Regions from separate parts of the Mus musculus genome. Here all the other regions are linked to region 2. A link is a contact called in public promoter capture Hi-C data. All regions are on one chromosome and are shown on one strand. Each heading gives the region's core, a stretch centred on a gene start, on an enhancer-like site or on the middle of the called end of the contact. The rest is flanking DNA. Distances are from core to core; before and after follow the strand shown. Region 1 holds the start of Rpl11 (ribosomal protein L11). Region 2 holds the start of Otud3 (OTU domain containing 3). Region 3 holds the start of Eloa (elongin A). Region 4 holds the start of Kdm1a (lysine (K)-specific demethylase 1A).

What was found. Promoter capture Hi-C pulls out the DNA fragments that hold promoters and counts their contacts. Capture Hi-C pulls out chosen DNA fragments and counts their contacts.
Region 1: a promoter capture Hi-C map of liver shows a contact between it and region 2, with 5 times the contacts expected there. The contact joins the promoter of Rpl11 here to the promoter of Otud3 in region 2.
Region 3: a contact with region 2 is called in a promoter capture Hi-C map of liver, with 4 times the contacts expected there. The contact joins the promoter of Eloa here to the promoter of Otud3 in region 2.
Region 4: a contact with region 2 is called in a promoter capture Hi-C map of liver, with 7 times the contacts expected there. The contact joins the promoter of Kdm1a here to the promoter of Otud3 in region 2. A contact is called at or near these places in 3 of 39 promoter capture datasets (liver, neutrophils and pre-B cells), 5 of 484 Hi-C or Micro-C datasets (CD4 T cells, CD8 T cells, muscle stem cells and 2 more) and 2 of 9 other capture datasets (adipose tissue and liver).

Annotation. Positions count from the first base shown.
Region 1 is chr4:136,051,976-136,054,675 of GRCm38.p6, forward strand. It overlaps Rpl11 (ribosomal protein L11), which reads right to left and starts at 1,418. Exons shown (of 6, transcript NM_025919.3): 1 at 1,373-1,418; 2 at 592-742. The coding sequence starts at 1,378.
Region 2 is chr4:138,912,165-138,915,274 of GRCm38.p6, forward strand. It overlaps Otud3 (OTU domain containing 3), which reads right to left and starts at 1,804. Exons shown (of 8, transcript NM_028453.2): 1 at 1,446-1,804. The coding sequence starts at 1,663.
Region 3 is chr4:136,020,378-136,023,335 of GRCm38.p6, forward strand. Eloa (elongin A) reads right to left here and starts at 1,272. Exons shown (of 11, transcript NM_013736.4): 1 at 1,174-1,272. The coding sequence starts at 1,248.
Region 4 is chr4:136,601,047-136,604,147 of GRCm38.p6, forward strand. Kdm1a (lysine (K)-specific demethylase 1A) reads right to left here and starts at 1,677. Exons shown (of 20, transcript NM_001347221.1): 1 at 1,186-1,677. The coding sequence starts at 1,539.

The DNA.
Region 1 (2,700 bases), core at 168-2,667, 2.9 Mb before region 2:
TGGGTAATGGGGTTACAGTTGTGGGCTATCAGGCCCAACCAATGATTATGCTCTAATTGGGAGACTAAAACTGACAAAAGCCAGTGTTTTCAAAATGCTGACTGTGGTCCTAAGAAACAGTATCCAAACCCAATCACAGACCACCCACAACCACACTAGCAACAGACTCCATGTTTCTAGCAAGGTAACTCCTGTCATGTGGCCAAACAAGGGAATCACAATTCATTTTAAGTGAGTTGAGGCAGAGCCAGAAGTTAAGAAGCACTGGTGGGGGGGTGTTGGAAAGATGGCTCAGAGGTTTAACAGGTTCTGAGGACCTACACGGTTGTTCACAACCAACAGAAACGGGATCTGATTCCCTCTTCTGTCATGTGGGCATGCATGCAAACAGAGTACCCATGCACACACACACAAATACAAATAAAAGCATGGATAGGACCTCATGCCAACAGTGTACGGTATTAACCCTGTTCTTAGCTGTCAACCAGGCCCACGACAGCTCACGTTATAAGTCCATTTGCACCCGTGCTCCGGTCAGATGAAGCAAGCTTTCCAGATCCACTCCTCTCTGGTCAGCCCACCGCCACTCACCTTTGGAGAACACCGGGGTCTGGCCTGTGAGCTGCTCCAACACCTTGGCTGCCCGGGTCAGTCTGTCTCCGCTCTCCCCGACGCAGATATTGAGGCAGAGCTTGCGGATGCGCAGTTCCCGCATGGGGTTCTCCTTTTCCCCTTGATCTTGCTGCGAAGAGGGACACAGCCATCAACACCCTCCCGCCCCGTCAGAGACGAGAAACAGCCAAGGTCTTCTCCGCTCTGACTTCTATCGTCCCGGATCCCGCCTAAGCCCTCGGGACCACCAAGGTCTCCGCGTTTGGAAGAGAACGAACACAGAGAGAGAGCCTGAATCCCAAGCGGATCCACGAGTAGGGAACAGACACTAGAGATCGTAGAAAGTATACAATGTAACCCTAATCAAAACTACAGGAAGTACCGGCCTCTGCGCCATGCCGTCCCCCTTCCCAAGCTAGCACGGGTCCTGCGAGTAGGACTCGCAGAAACTCCCCAGCACCACACAAGCTGCAAGTGTCCCCTTGGCCCCGCCGTGGACCTCCGCACGTCGCGCTCGCACTTCCGGCAGCCCCCAGACACTGCGTCTGGGCCCTCGGGGCTGCAGACCTGAGCCCCATTCTTAGGATGGGCGGCGATGCGGCGGGGGTGCCCCACGGCCGCCCAGTCCCGCCGGGCTTAATGCCAACAGCCTCGCGGGCTCCGTCCTCCTCCGGCCACCCGCGAGACAGCCGCCCTGGGCTCCGCCGACTGCGGATGGAGACGGATGAAAGCGAGGCAAAGCCAACTCTCGCCTACTCACCGCCATGGTGGAGAACAGGAAGAGAGAGGGAGACTTCCGGCCCCGTGGCCTTATGGGTCAGGAGGCGGGCTTTTCTTCTAGGCAGACAAACGAGGGGAGAGGGGGAAAGAGAGGCATAGCTGTCGTGGCGCTGCCACCTCTAGTGGACTGTCCTCGAAACTGCAGTCATCTTGGGCAAAAGACTAGGTCGTGGGTTGTCCGATGCTGGTATGTTCTTGAGTCCATGACTCCAAGAACAGTCTCAGAACCTGGTGGTTCTTGAGTGATGTCACTGCCCAAAGTCCATTAAATCAGTTGAGCAAAGGGCTAGAGAGAAGGCTTTACAGTTAAGAACAAAATTCCCGGCATGAACACGGTATTTCAAAACTGGTTGTGCCTCCAGTTCCAGGGAGACAGATCCCTCTTCTGGCATCTACAGGCATCAGGCCATGTGTGCATACAGGCAAAACACCCATATAAATAAAATAATTTTTATAAATAAATAAGCTGAGACGCCAGGCAGTGGTGGCGCACGCCTTCAATCCCAGCACTTGGGAGGCAGAGGCAGGTGGATTTCTGAATTCTGGTCTACAGAGTGAGTTCCAGGACAGCCAAGGTTAGACTGAGAAACCCTGTCTCGAAAAACAAAAACAAAAACAAAAACAAAAAAATCAGCTGAGGCTGGAGAGACAGCGCAGTAGTTAAGAGCACTTGACAGCTCTTCCCAAGGTCCTGAGTTCAATTATCAACAACCACATGGTAGCTCACAGACATCTGTAATGGGATCTGATGCCCTCTTCTGGTATGCAGGTGTACATGCAGATAGAGTACTCATACATAAAATAAGTGCGAAGATAAAAAGAAACCATACAGATTCTAGACCCTTTACTTTGTAACTATGTTAACAAGTATACAAATCAGAGTAGTGGCTTAAATCAGCTGTTCCAGTCTGATGCCCTTGTCTTCCTTCTGAGGACCCCAGGCACACACTTACAAGGACATATGTGCAGGAAAAACTTAAATACAGATAAACTAATAAATAAAAAGTAAATTTTGAAAATAAGAGTCCTGAGCTGTGAATACAGGCAGGTGTGGGTTTGATCCAACTAGCTAGTTACTAATTAAAATTACTTCTGTCTGTTTTCCCCTTGTGTAAAACAGCTACTTCTGTGTCATGGGTTACTGTGTAATTCAGTGAAGTATGTAAGTTGTTACTTTTATAATTAAGTCAAGCCTACAACATCCAAGCAACACCCACCTTCCAAAAGAAGTATTAGACATGGTAGCTAAAAAGAAAAAGGACATCAGAGGTGAGAGAGAGAGAGAGAGAGAGAGAGAGAGAGAGAGAG
Region 2 (3,110 bases), core at 554-3,053:
TTTTTCAGAATACAAAAGGGCCCCCAAACCAAGCTATAAGTGACCTACTGCCACATGCCTCCCTCCTGGGAACCTACTGTATCTCTCCATAGTTCCCATTTCCCTAGCCTATTTCTTTGACACAGAGAAACCCTGCTCAGTATGACAGATACAATCTAACCATTTGCAGAATGCCCACACCTGGGGCCACGGCATTCAACTTTGATGCTTTTTGTTTTGTTTTTCAAGAGCAGGTTTCTGTGTGTCACAACCCTGGCTCCATTTGTAAGCCTGGCTGGTCTCAAACTCAGAGATCCGCTGCCTCTGCCTCCCAGCGCTGGGATTAAAGACCCACACCACCTCGCCCAGCTTCACTTGATGGTTTGATGTCTACCGCAGTTTGTACTTCTACTGGAGCTAGGTGGCCTCCCTTAACAGTTTTTAATCCCTGAAAAACAAAGTGCTGAATGCCTCCTATGACCCAGGAACTGTTCGAAGCAGTAGCTGAATACAATTAACTCTAATTGCAACTTAAACAAAATACCTATCCAATTTGCCGGAAGCTCTGAAGGCAGGAGATACAAATGGGGTTAGTTTATTGAGTCTTGATCAATAAAATTCAGCGTAGTGTATCAAATGAAGAAAATACTTTATGTAGTGGGACAGAGGCACACATCTTTAATCCCAGCAGATGGCTATGAGTTTAAGGGCAACCTGGTCTACACAGGGGATTCCCGGCCAGCCCTAAGACTACATAGCGAGACTTTCTCAAGAGGGAAAGATTGGTTTGGTTTTGTTGGGTTTTGTTTTTTGAAACCCTGTCACCCTATAGCCCAGGCAAATCCCCCAGTCTCATTGCCACATCTGCCTTTGTAGACTCCTTAGCTGTATTCCATTCTTCCATGGCTCAACCTGACCATTCCTAGAGGAGAACACACTAACAGTGCCTCTTGCAACAACACACCTAGCAGGCAGGCTCCCTCGGACCTGCTAACCCGTTCCTCTCCCCGTTTCTTTATTCTTTTCCTTCTCTCTCCCCACGTTCCTGGACCCATGTCCCCGTTCCATTAAGTTGCTTCCCCTCGCCTTCCTCCGTTCTGTTTCCAGCTGCTACTCTTGTATCCGGCTCCCAGAAACAGCTGGCCCGGGACTCTCATGCCTTTTACTTGGGGAACCCAAAACGTGGGAAGCAAGCTCTGTGGAAGCTACCTTTAGCTCTCCGCCCTCGATACCCCAGTGCAAAAGTGGGCGAGGACACCCAGGAGGGCCAGCATGACACCGAGCGGGACCTAGGTCCTTTCCCATTCGGCTTCATGACAGCTGCACCTCGAGGTCACCTCTCAGACCCGCTCGGACCCTCGGGGGACCCTGCCGCAGCGTTCCACCAAGCCTGACCCTTGCTTCCCCCTCAGCGACCGGCCCTGCGCATCCCCAGCGCCGCTTCCCGCACTCCCGGCCCGCCTCACCCGTCCCCCGGCACCTCCCGCAGCTTCAGCCCCAGGGCCTGCAGTTGGTTGGCGAAGCTCACAAACTCTTCTTCGCAGCCGCTGCCGCCAGGATCGGGCCGGTTCCGCCGCTCCTTGGCCAGCGCCCGGCGCGCCGCCCGCTCGTCCCGCTTACGCTCCGCCTCGGCTCTGCGGCCGCCGCTGCCCGGCCGGCTCTTCGCCGCTTGCTTTCGGGACATGGCTGCGGCGGCACACGGCTTCGCCGCGGAAGGAGCCGAAGCCGGAGCCGGAGCCGCAGAGCCCGGGGCCGCAGCCTCAGCCGGCCACCGGGCGGAGCGGCGCAGGGGGACGACGCCTGGCGACAGCGGCGCGGCCACTGCGCCGGCGCGGTCGCCTGGCAGCCAGGTCACGTGGTGGTAGCTCCGCCCCCGGGGCGGGGCCAGCAGGCACCATAGAGAAAGATAGGAAGACTAGAGAAGCACCTGTTTTGTTGGTTATTTTCTGCCCCCTCGTGGTGGGTAGTGCTCAGTGAGGCGCAGTGGGACCAGACAGGTCAAGGATGACTGAGGATGTCAGAAGAGAGGCAAGAGCAAAAAAATGCGGAAAAGAAGGAAAGGGTGACCGGGCCTGGTGGCGCACGCCTTTAATCCCAGCACTTGGGAGGCAGAGGCAGGCGAATTTCTGAGTTCGAGGCCAGCCTGGTCTACAGAGTGAGTTCCAGGACAAGGAAAGGATGATAAGGGAATATGTTTGTCTAGAATGCGCTAATCCGCAATCAATTACAAACGCCTGCGTGCGTGCACAGACCCTTTAAAAACTCAGCCTACAGTAGCTAGGGAAATAGCTCAGTCCATATAAGTGCTTGCTCCATATGCCAGGTTCGACCTGAGTTCGGATCTCCATCACCCACTTTAAGAAGGGTAGGCCTGTCAGAGAGCCCCTGTGATCCCATCCCTAAGGAGGAAGAGACAGCCCACTGCACTCACTGCCAGGCAGTTTAGCCAATCAGTGAGCTACAAGTTGGCTTACACTTCAAGATCAGCATCCATCCTTGGAGGCCATCAGGACAGGAACTCAAGCAGGTCTAAAACCCCCGAGGCAGGAGCTGATGCAGAGGCCATGGAGGGCGCTGCTTACTGGCTTGCTTCCCCTGACTTGCTCAGTGTTATGTTTTATAAAACGGCAGTATAATGTGGCGGCAGGAGAACCTCAGCAGGCCCATTCCTCTGAGGACTCACCACCATACGACAGGCCTAGAACAAAAGGAAGTTTATCGAGGGAAGGGAAGGGAACCTGGAAAAGGAGTAGAGGCAGAGAAAGGAGGGGGACAGAGAAGGACAGAAAGAGAAGAGAGAAACAGAGGTAGGGTCCAGTCAGGGATATGAGAGAGAGAGATTATGGTTAACAGTGGTCTTCAAACCTGGCAGGGAGAAACGCAAGCTGTTGCTAGGTAACTGTTGGGCAGAGCCTAAAGGAATTGACAACACGCAGCCTGCTTTCTTATAGAACCCAGGACTACACGCTTAGGGATGGCACCACCCATAATGGGCTGGGCCCTCCCCCATTGATCACTAATTAAGAAAAGCTCTACAGCCAGATCTCATGGAGACACTTCCTCAACTGAGGAAGCCAAATAGGCCATTTCCTCCCCAACTTCCTTTTCGGTGATGATGTTCCCTCACAGCA
Region 3 (2,958 bases), core at 22-2,521, 2.9 Mb before region 2:
AAATCTTATAGTGTTCAGAAAGACAATCTGGGACTTGGAAATAATGACCATTTATTAGATGCCCACAAAGGGTTATTGTAAAAAGAACTTGTAAATATGTCTGACCAAAGGTCCCCAAGGCCTCCAAAGAAAGTAAAACACAAGACAATTGAAACATTTACGTTTTCGCTGACTTATAACAACAGCTTCTGAAGAAGTGTATCTCTGAGCTAAAGGAGGGTAGTTAAAAAGTGGCCCGGAGGTTGAGAGGTAGTGACCCAACTAGGAACAAGAAGAGTGAATGGGGTCCCTGACTGGAAATTCTGATGGTGATTAACACTTATAAAGAGCACTTGGGTCTAGCTGGTATTTCAGGAAGAAACTAGAGAAGGGACAGGTCGAGCAGAGAACTCCTCCAAAGTCCCGAGCTGGTGCTGGCTAGGAACCTAGATTGCATGTGTAAGTCCGCTCGCTGTCTCCCTCCACCACTTCCTCTTCCACTCAGCTCGCTGGACACTTCACCTTTTAGGAACCTCAGGCCCAGGCTAGAATGCTGACAAGCCATGTCACACCCTTTGGTGTTTTCGGCTAGAGACTACAGTGAAAACGATTCTAATTCCCACCATACCCTCTTCGTAGAGCTCAGAGAAGCCTAGACACCCGGGGGACCGCGAGGGGATACAATGTATTTAAAAAGTAACAGTTTCTAAAAAGGAGCAACAAAGTAGTTAAGTGCAATTAAACATGGTTGCTCATCACAGCCTGGTCCCACCTTCCAGTATGTCAGAGCGGAGTTAACACGCTCACGCCCTCATCCAGGACCCGAGCTCCAGGAGCAGAGCTCGAAAAACCCCAAGGCGTTCCCCGTTTTCTCGGCTAAAGGGCAGGGTACAGCACAGGGGTCCTCGAGCCGCAGGACCCCCAAGCAGCGGACGGAGTCGCTCGGCTGCAACGGGGAAACAGCTGGCGCGGCTGCCCGAACCCCGGGGAGAGCCGCAAGGCCCGGCCGCCCCTCCAGTCCTCAGCCCCCAGCCGGGGTGCGCCCGCCGGCCGCGAACTCCCCACTGCCCCGCGCCGCTCCGTGGGGCCTGGCTCCGGGTCGGAGGAGAACCCCACTGCGCCCTGCCCGCGACCGTTACAGGGCCCGCGCCGCGCCCAACGCCCGCCCGCGCCGCCCGCCCGCCCGCCGCTCACCTTCTTGGGGTCCGGGTTCGCAGCCAGGCGCGCCTGGAGCTTCTCCACAACTTGGAGCGCCGACTCCGCCGCCATCGCTGTCACTGGCGCGGCCTCCTCGCCGGAACTGGGCTCGCGTCGCGTCCTCGGGCCGCAACTCCGCCCTCCGTGAGGGCCCGGCGGAGACGGAAGCGCGAATGGTCCCTTCCGGGCCTCCGCTGGGGGTGTGTGTATGTGTGGAAGGCCTCAGGACCCGCCCCCGCGCCAGACCACGCCCACTATATCACGGCGATCTGTCGAATACAGCACAGGTCACGCCCCCGACACGCCCAACCCAGAGCCACGCAACCAGCCACGCCCCCAAGCCTGTATTCTGCAAGCCAAACTCTGGCTTTAACTCTCACGCACCGCCTTTCCAGTCATACGCTCGTTTTCGCCTAAGGGTGGGTGGAGTCAGTGATCAGGGTCCGACGCGGCTCCAGGGACCCTTGGAGTGGAAGGAAAGAACTGACTCAGGTAAATTATCTGACTTCCACCTGCAAGCTGTGACACACCCTCGCAATAAAAGAAATCGTGTAATTTTAAAGTAACTTAACGGTATTGTAATTTTGGGAAAGCAATCCAGGCTGTCTGGTTTCAAGGCAATTTGAAACACTAGAAATAAAAATAATAACACATTATTAACCACCTTGTCTGCAAAATCAGAGAGCAGCCCCTTTTATTAGACTGTTCATGTGACATTCTTTTCTTTTCTTTCTTTCTTTCCTTTCTTTCTTTCTCTCTTTCTTTTTATTTCTTTTCTCAAAAAGGATTTCTATGTGTAGCCTTGGAGGTCCTGGAACTCACTCTGTAGACGAAGCTAGCCTTAAACTCACAGAGATCCACCTGCCTCTACGTCCTAAGGGCCAGGATTAAAGTTGTATGCCACCACCACCTGGCTCCATTTAAAAATAAATTAAATCATAATGAATAAAAAGTCATAATATATTAAAAACCAAACTGAACTACATGAGATTCTGTCAGAAAAGAGCCGCTGGGCGTGGTGGTGCACGCCTTTAATCCCAGCACTCGGGAGGTAGAGGCAGGAGGATTTCTGAGTTCAAGGCCAGCCTGGTCTACAAAGTGAATTCCAGGACAGCCAGGGCTATACAGAGAAACCCTGTCTCGAAAAACCAAAAAAGAAAAAAAGAAAAGAAAAGAGCCAGGCAGTGGTGATGCATGCCTTTAATCCCAGCACTTGGGAGGCAGAGGCAGGTGGATTTCTGAGTTCAAGGCCAGCCTGGTCTACAGAGGGAGTTCCAGGACAACCAGAGTTACACAGAGAAACCCTGTCTCAAAAAACCTGTATATCCCTGGCTGTCCTGGAACTCACTTTGTAGACCAGGCTGGCCTTGAACTCAGAAATCCACCTGCCTCTGCCTCCCAAGTGCTGGGATTAAAGGTGAATGCCAAAAATAAATCTTTTAAATAAGAAAGAATAAATGTTGAGGCATTGTCTCAGTAGGTAGCCTTGGCTACCCTGGAACTAGTTATATAGCCTGAGCTATATAGCCTTGGCCTGCCTCCAATTCACAACAATCCACCTGCCTCCGCCTCCGCCTCCGCCTCCGCCTCCGCCTCCGCCTCCGCCTCCGCCTCGGAGTGCTTGGATTAAACCAATTGACATCCAGGCCAAAAACCATCCCCCTAAAAATAAAACTTTATAAACATAGAGTCCAGAGAGATGGCTCAGTGGCTAAAGAGCTTACCAGATAATTGGCTGATGGCTGAATTTTATCCTTGGGACCATCCTAAAGGTGGGAGGAG
Region 4 (3,101 bases), core at 427-2,926, 2.3 Mb before region 2:
TTTATCTTGCAGTGCTACAAACAGAAACACAAATTCTCAATTCTGCTTGGCCAGTCCTGTGCCATTCAGCCATATCCTTAGACTACTTTCTTTTTTAAAGATTTATTTATCTGAGTACACTGTAGCTGTCTTCAGACACACCAGAAGAGGGCATCAGATCCCATTACAGATGTGAGATGGTTGTGGTTGCTGGGAATTGAACTCAGGACCCCTGGAAGAGCAGTCAGCAGTCTTAACCACTGAGCCACCTCTCCAGCCCCTTAGACTACTTCTTGTATTTATTACAAACCCATATGTATTTCCAATTTCCCCATCAGATTAAGCATCTCTGGTTAAGGCTAATACTGTGCAATAAAGCCACACCAATGCTTAGCAAGGTTACTGACCCAGAGGGTTGTTTGTTTGTTTGTTTGTTTGTTTCAATATCGAATTACACCTTGTCAAAACACCAAACTCTGAAACTGCAAACCTCTTTTTACTCATTCTTAAAATGAAGCTAACAATACCAGTCCAGTGGTGTTTGGGAAAACGAAAAACGCTGGCCCTGTGCCAAATGCACCATCTGGCATACTGGGGTGTGAGACAGAGGTTATCTGTGGATAGTGTTGGATTTGATGCCAAATCTTTATCTTTATATTCGCCCCGTGTCCAACTGGTATTCTTCATTCGCTTCCACAATTTGAAAAAGTCTACCCGGGCCCCAAGAAAGCGCTGGCCTCCAGGCCTGACAACCTCAGTTCGATTCCTTAGCATGGCGGAAAGACAGGAAGGACTCAGGCGAGCTATCCTATGACCCCAACTCGCACACGCACAATAAACGATTGGTTTTTGTATATTTTATTATTTTATCTTTAAAAAAAAGAAAGAAAGAAATAAGAGTCTACGCGTACCTGGCGTACAGCAAGACCTTTCAAAAACAAAGAAAAAGTCTCTTTCTTTTCATGCAGCTTGACTCTTAGAGCATCACACCCATCTCCCCGGTGTACACAACCCAGAAGCCGTCCGCCGTCCGCACACATCAGACACACAGGTAGACAAACGCGTCGGGAAGCCATCTTTCCCAGTCAGACCATCAGGGTCACACCCTCCAGCGCCCGATACACCGGGTCCCCGCACAAAGGCCGGGCCTCCCCTCCCCCGGCCCCACTCCGGTCCCCGGGACCAGCGGTTCGATCACGGCCTCACCTTGGCCCGCTTGCGCCGGCTGGTCCGTCGGCCCTCCGGGGTCTCGGCTATTCCGGTCTCCATGGGCGTCGCGGAGCCGGGCCCGGCTGTGGGCCCCGCCTGGGGCCCAGCAGACCCCGGCGGCTCGGCTAGGCCCCCGGGCGGCGAGGCCCGCGGAGGCTCCTTCTTTCGGGGAGTGCGCTCGCCCGCCGCCCCCGTAGCCATGTCGGTGGGGCCCGTCAGGCCCGCGGGCGGCGCGGCCACCTCAGAGCCGTTCTCGGCACCGCCCGCCGCCCCGGACCCGGCCTCGGTCCCAGCAGCCGCCGCCGCCGCCGCTGCCGCTGCCGCCGCCGCCGCCTTCTTCCCAGACAACATCTCGGGCCGCCTGGCCGCCGCGGGCCGCAGGGGCCGATCGGTCTGCCGCTCCGTGGGTCCGCAGCCGCCTCGCGCCTCTCCGCCCCGCACCTCTCACGCTCCGTGCGAAGCCAAACACCCCCGCGTGCGCACGCGCCCTGCGCGCTCCCGCCGCACCAGGACAAAAAAGCAGCCGCTTGTCCCCGGCTCAAGACCAGAGAGCGACGTCCTGGAGGCTAGAGCGGCGCCGCAGCTCCGATCGCGAGGCTGACCTAGAGCGCCCCCTGCGATTGGGAGTGCGACCCAGCATATCCGCCTGACTTCGGGTTCTGAGCCCGACCGTTTTCATCAAGGACTCTCAATATTCACCCCATACACTAGTCACTTCAACTAATAACATTCACTCTCCCTGCAGGACAAGGGGTGGATTATGGAATTCCGGCTTTCAGAGGGCTTACTACCTAATTGAGACAGGGGAACACTCTGAAGTACAACTTAATTAATGATCACTTAATTATCCTGTGCTCTGTAACTCAACCTTTAGAGCACTGGCCCAGAATGTATATGGCCCCGAGTTATCCCTAGAGCTAGGGAAACTAGCTTCATAATGGCCCTGCTTGGACTGTGGGGAAATAAAGAGTGCACGAATTTCCACGGTAATAAAATAGAGAGAAATGAGGAATTTCTGGTTTGAGTCAAAGTGGACTCGCTCTTGCCTCCAAGCCGTGTTTATTTTCTTTCTTGAGGCTGCACATGCTCGCCACCATGCCTCCTCCTCCATGCCTCTCATCTCCAGGCGCATAACACTTCTTCAACCTAGGTCAGTTCTTTCTTTTCTTTTTTTCTTTTTTGGGGAGGGGGGTGGGGGATTGGTTTTTCCGAGACAGGGTTTCTCTGTATAGCCCAGCCTGTCCTGGAACTCACTTTGTAGGCCAGACTGGCCTCTAACTCAGAAATCCACCTGCCTCTGCCTCTGCCTCCCAAGTGCTGAGATTAAAGGCATGTGCCACCACTGCCCGGCTTGGTCAGTTCTTTCTAATGTTGTGAATGTGGGTGTTTTATTCATGAGATGTTGAGATGTATAGGATGTTGGGGGGCTATGAGATATTCACCAGAGAAGAATGCAGGCATGGGTTTAAGCCAATAGAAAGTATTTACTTGGGGCCTGGGGAGATGGGGGGCTGGAGAGATGGCTCAGTGGTTAAGAGAAGTGACTGCTCTTTCAGAGGTCCTGAGTTCAATTCCCAGCAACTACATGGTGGCTCACAACCATCTGTAATGGGATCTGATGCCCTCTTCCGGTGTGTCTGAAGACAGCTACAGTGTACTTAGAAATAATAAATAAAACTTTTTTAAAAGCTTCAGTTAGCCAGAAGCAGAACTACAGAAGCCAAAAAGCAAGGTCAGTCCATTTCCCAAAACTACGGACTTAAATGGATTAAGCCTTTGTTTTAGTTTTGGCAGGTGGTACTGTCTATGTGTTAAGTTTTACAGCTTAAATGGTATTTCCACCATTGAGTTAACTGTGGTAAGATCTTTCAGCCTACTAAGATTTGGGGCCCTGTTACAGGGTTTTGCTGGTT